Regions from separate parts of the Mus musculus genome. Here region 1 is linked to region 2. A link is a contact called in public Hi-C data. All regions are on one chromosome and are shown on one strand. Each heading gives the region's core, a stretch centred on a gene start, on an enhancer-like site or on the middle of the called end of the contact. The rest is flanking DNA. Distances are from core to core; before and after follow the strand shown.

Region 1 (2,777 bases), core at 75-2,574, 40 kb before region 2:
CCTGGAAGATCTGTAAACAAAAACCTCCCTGTACCAAGGGGTGGGAAGAGCAGCAGAGCCCCAGTGAGACATCTGGGTTACAGGCATGGTGTAGTGGTGGCACTTGTACTCATAGTGGCTACTAAACTAAGTCGGGGAAGGATGCATGGGTCCCTGCACCAAAACAGTGGAGGGGTGGTAGAGGAATGGAAGCGATGTCTTAAGTGATGTAGCCACTAGAGAGGTCGTTCGGGATCTAGTGGATAGCCTCACACCTATCCCCATACAGGTGAGCCCATTGAAACCCAGTGAGCCACAGAGAAAAGCAAAATGACATTAAAGTAGCTCGGAGACTGGAAGACTTGCTAAGAGGAAGGGGGTGGCTGTGAGGGGCGTGGGAAGGGAAAAGAGGGTGGAAGCCATGGGGGATGATCAGAATTCTTTCTCTACATGTGTGAAATTGCCAAAGGATAAACTCATTTTAAAAGCTTTCCCTCTGCTGACACTGATGACCAAGCTAGAAGAATAGGTAGCCTCTCTCAGCCCGAAGCACGCAGTCTGGCTGTGGGAAGATGGGCCTGGGAGCTCACAGGCATTCTGTGGGCATCACTCCCCTGCCCTTACTCCCACCATGACCCTGAAGAGACCTGGCCCAGGTCCCGGAACCTAGTTGCTTCTCCCACCCTCTGATTTCATATGTACAAGGCCATTAGACCAGGTTTATTTTATCTTTCAAGGTTTATCAGTGTGACATTACACAATAGTGATGTGGAGAACAAGAACTAGGAGAACAAAGGGGCCCTTCTTAGGTGCTGAGTAACAAGCTTGAGGGGGACCTTGCTGTCACTCACCTCCCTGCCCAGGATTTCTCTCATCTCCCCATCCATGGGAACAGCAGAGCTCTAGGGACGGTGACAGGCATGCTGCCTCTTCTGTGGCATGAAGGTCTTTAAGCTTCACAGTAGCGTGCTGGCCTCTGAGGGGAACAGTGAGAGAGACCCTTGGGGTGGCTACAGTGGGTCAGGAATCTGTGAACGGAGTGGAGGGTGTTCACCAAAGGACAGCAGTGTGAGGATTAAGCATCTTGGTAGGAAGAAAGAAACTGGCCTGGTCAGTTCTCAGCCATCCAGTTACAAATAGGTTTGTTTGTTACAAAGAGATGATGATTTTCTGTGTTGCAAAGTACTGTGGGAACTGTAAGAAGGGCTCTGTGTGTGTGTGTGTGTGTGTGTGTGTGTGTGTGTGTGTGTGTGTTTGGGGAGCCGAGAGGAGGTAGAGAAGTAACTTAAAAGCAATACAAGACTGCTTGTACTCCTGACTCATCCTTTCCCTCACAGCAGTACCAGCAGTACAAGGGCATAGTCCAGAGCAGACAGAAGAAAAGCCAGAGTAACGTGTCGTAGACAGGGCTGTGTCAGGGTGTGTCTCAGAAGGATTCTGATGGGTGACTCCTGTCAGAGGATAGCAAACAGGTGCCAGAGATGGGGACGAGCTTGACTTGTGTCCTGGGAGAGGGGTCTTGATCTTGAGGAAAGAACATCAAGCCGGGTGTGGTGGCACACGCCTTTAATCCCAGCACTTGGGAGGCAGAAGCAGGTAGATTTCTGAGTTTGAGGCCAGCCTGGTCTACAAAGTGAGTTCCAGGACAGCCAGGGCTATACAGAGAAACCCTGTCTCAAAAAAAAAAAAAAAAACAAAACAAAAAAACAAAAACAAAAACAAAACAAAACAAAACAAAAGAAAAAAAAAAGAAAGAAAGAACATCAACTTGAATATGGTGCCCTGTGGGGAGGGGAAGATGGACGGTGTCTGGAGAGTGCACTGAGAGGCTAAGCCTTTGATGCTGAGTCAGCATAGCTCCTATCCTGTTTCTTAGACCTGCAGCAGCCATGGTGAAACATCCAGGACACTGTTCCTCTCCTGACCTGCACTAACATCAGCCTCCTCCTCCTCCTCCTCTTCCTCCTCCTCCTCCTCCTCCTCTCCTCTGTGCCACTGCAGATGCTGCCAGGCCAAGAATGAAAACCAGTTTGCCAGCCTTGAGGTCAACTACTAGAGGAGTGTTGGGTCCCTGAGTAGGCTTGTAGTGACCAAAGCTTCCTGTGCAGTCAAGAGCTACAAAAGGGAACTTCCTGTATCCTAGAACTCCCCAAGGAGCCACACTAACTAGGGCAGCAGAACACCCAAAGCCCAGCCATTTTATATTTTAATAAAGTTGACATTTCTAGACGATTAAAAATATGCTCAGAATAGGTGGTTCTTACTACCCTCTCTTCTCTTTAAAGTATAATAAGTAAACATTTTTTTCTAAAATAATTTTATTTACATATATTTGTATTTATCATCAAATATTTTGCTAAAAATTAAAATGCCTGACTTCTTACATGGAACTTTAACATCTACCCTAGTTGTGAATGGGTGAATGGATCAATAAATATATATAATATATATATATGTACATATACATATATATATATATATACATATATATATAATATACACACCACAAGATATTTTTTATAAGCAAACCAATGAACAGAAATTGAAATCCTAGCTAACAAAAATCCAATGTATTCTAAATGCTAAAAGCACAAAACCAAACCAATCAACCCAAAAAAAAAAAAAAAAACCCAAAAACTACCAAGAAATCAGCCACATGGCAAGCCTTAAAGCTGACAGCACTGTTCACGGGGAAGGATGAGACACGGTAGCTTGTGCTGCTGTAGAGTACGTTCTGTGCTCAGGATACCCATGGTCCGGCCTCTACTGATGCTGTTCCTGAAACAGGAAGGAAGTAG
Region 2 (2,745 bases), core at 97-2,596:
CCCACCTTGGTGGTGGTCGTGGCAGCCTCCTCCCCCAGTCTTCCTGGAGTCTTGGCGGCGGCAGCCCCATGGGTAGGTCTGTTCTGCCATACTGCACACTGTTTGGAGACCAAATAAGATCCTTTCAGGCTATTTCATAACTGCCTAAACCTTCTTGTGCTTAAAATAGCTGGTTATTTGCTTCCTAAGTAAGACACACCCTGACTCACAGAAGGGTTCCTGGGCGACTGGGAGACATGCCTGTGCAGAAGGCAAACACACCACGAGTGGAATGGAAATTCTTCAGCACCATTAGTGTTTCGAGTGTCTTGAAATCCATCAGCTGCGAGAGGAAAAGGAAAACACCAGCAGAGCTCTGCCAAGCTAACACATGACCAAGATCCAGGCAGCAGCCACAGCAGAGGCCGATTTCCTCGCTCTCGCTAAGACAGTTGGATTTAGTGCAGCTTCAAACGCTTTTTTTTTTTTTTTAATGAATCTAAATCTTCCCCTTGAGCCTTTCCTCAATGGGATTAAGAAGGAGCTCAGAGAAGCAGGCATGACAAATTAAACGAACCTGTTAGAATTTCAGCACCCAGGGCTCTCTTTGCTGTAGCGACAGCCTTGTGTTTCAGGTTCCTCCCTCTCCCACGCAGGTGGGTACACAGAGCTCTATGGATTCACTGTGCCAGGCTCTCTGACCTCTTGCTGGTTTCCCTTGTGAAGTGTGGCCTGGCTTTGTTTGGCCCTGGGCTGAGAAGCACAAGCAATCCCTTGATGTACCAGAAGACACTGTCCTCTTTCTAATACAGTGATTCTTGCCTCTGACCATATCCCCTTTCCCAGCAGACAGGCTGCTTTGCCATCTGTAGGCCTCCATGGTCCATTAGTCTAATTGTTCCCAGCCTCACTCGGGTATGCGTAGGACGGACAGATCCTTAGCATTTCCCCTGCAGGCTTGTGTCCCCTACCCCACTGTCTTGGGCCTGCACTCACTTCTCTGCTGGGACAAATCCTGAATAGGCTATGGCATCCATTGTGGATGTGGATCTTCCTGGAGACTCCTCAGTGAGAACATCAGAGCATGACTTTCAGCTTTCAGGTTTCCTGTGGGCACATGAAGCCAACATCTACACTGATGCTTCTAGCTTGAGACCGGATATGTGCCTACCCTCTGGCTTCCCCACTCACAGCGTGGAAGAGAAATTGTCCCTTCCTCTCATCTGGGAAGCCTCATTGACATCACAATGTCATCATCCTTTGCTGCCTTGTAAAGCCCACATCCAAGGAATGAAGCCCCGTGTAACAATATCCCTTCTATGACACCAACAATTGTGAAAGGGTTGAGAAGCACTCAGCCCTAAATGAAACGCCTATATCAACCCTCCTCTACAAGGCTCCTGGGACCATCCTAGAAGAGAGGAGAAGAAGGATGCACGTGATAGGGGAAGGAATGCTGTGAGATGCTGTCTCCTGGCTGTGGCACTCACGGACTCACAGCCGCCACACAAGATCAAACCAGCAAGACCAGCCAGCGTTCCAACCGACAGCGCTAATCGGACTCAGTGGGCTGCAGAAAAGAGACGGACATGGAGTGAGGAGGGAAATGTGTTGAGATTACATGAGGAGGAGGGAAAGGGGAAGTGGGTGGGTATGATCAAGACTGGGGAGGAAGGAACAGAGAATGTATATTCTATTAGGAAAGAAATGCATGGGCTGATACCAGCATCCCTTTTTCCCTTAGTAGAATATGTTTGCTATCCAAGCCCAGATGATTACGTCGCTTCTAGTCAATGTCTCAAAGCTTCTATAGACAACATGGACATGCCACTGTCTAGACAACCTCTTTCATTTTGACTGTTAGTATATAGTGTGGTAAAAGAAACATAGAAATACATCTCTGTTAAGAATGCAGACCTTGGGCTGGAGAGATGGCTCAATGGTTAAGAGCACCTGGCTGCTCTTCTGGAGAACCCAGGTTTGATTCCCAGCACCCACATGACAGCTCGCAACTGTCCGTAACTCCAGTTTTGGGGGATCTGATGCTCTTTTATGGCCTCTTTGGACACCGGGCATGTAAGTGGTGCCTACAGACAGACCTGTAAACAAAAACCCATAAACATAAAATAATTTAAAACTTTGCCTTAAATGCAAAACTTCAATTTTCACATATATTCTTGGGACTGGATGGCTAGGCAGAGTAAATTCGGAAAGCAAGCAAGCGACCTCGAAAAAGATAACAGAACTCTTTCTGAAAGGTGTGTGTGCGCACACATGCGTGCCCAGGAGCATATGTGTGTACCCACACATGAGCATGCTTACTTGCACATGAGTAGTCTGCACTTACAGGAGGAGTGTGTGTGTGTCCATGCGCATGTGCATATGTGTATGTGCGTGTGCATGCACATGTACAAGAGCAAGCATGCGCTTTGTGTTGCTAAAGATGGAACCTAGTGCTAGGCAAGTTATACGATTGAGCTTCACCCCAGCCTGTGGAAAGGTAATTCGGTTGTAGTTATGCCTAGTGAGGTACACATGGCTGATCCAACTGGGACTAGCCACAAGGCAGAAGGTAGGAGGATGGTGACACATGAGGAGGGCTTATGGAGGAGGGAAAAGACAGTCCAGCAGGAGATACATATTTGCTATCATGTGATACTTCTCAGAGGCAATGCTTAGGAGAAAGCTACAGTGAGTACTGTAGTTTGTTCTCAAGTGTTTGTGAGTTGGAAGCTTCTAGTATAGGAATGCTGAGAGGTGACCTAG

Evidence for each region. A called contact is a pair of places that touch in the nucleus more often than the background predicts.
Region 1: a contact with region 2 is called in a Hi-C map of the HPC-7 cell line, with 2.0 times the contacts expected there. The contact joins the enhancer-like site here to the promoter of Txndc2 in region 2. A contact is called at or near these places in 2 of 39 promoter capture datasets (embryonic stem cells and macrophages), 1 of 15 datasets of contacts at CTCF or cohesin (the NIH/3T3 cell line), 5 of 484 Hi-C or Micro-C datasets (the HPC-7 cell line, Kupffer cells, LSK cells and 2 more), 3 of 115 datasets of contacts at active chromatin or transcription factors (the HPC-7 cell line, embryonic fibroblasts and embryonic stem cells) and 4 of 9 other capture datasets (adipose tissue, bone marrow-derived macrophages, liver and 1 more).

Annotation. Positions count from the first base shown.
Region 1 is chr17:65,680,283-65,683,059 of GRCm38.p6, reverse strand. The region is part of intron 5 of Rab31 (RAB31, member RAS oncogene family); the gene reads left to right. Among named protein-coding and RNA genes, the nearest start is that of Gm35477, 39 kb to the right of the region's middle. Within about 2 kb of position 1,324, at least 62 of the 459 cell types and tissues checked have an H3K27ac peak or open chromatin away from gene starts, as enhancers often do. A contact at or near this core is called in the HPC-7 cell line and adipose tissue, where this site is marked.
Region 2 is chr17:65,640,805-65,643,549 of GRCm38.p6, reverse strand. Txndc2 (thioredoxin domain containing 2 (spermatozoa)) reads left to right here and starts at 1,346. Exons shown (of 3, transcript NM_001146002.1): 1 at 1,346-1,573. The coding sequence starts at 1,569. It overlaps Gm35477 (a long non-coding RNA gene), which reads right to left and starts at 1,240. Exons shown (of 5, transcript XR_003952220.1): 1 at 1,171-1,240; 2 at 557-1,086; 3 at 210-322; 4 at 6-98.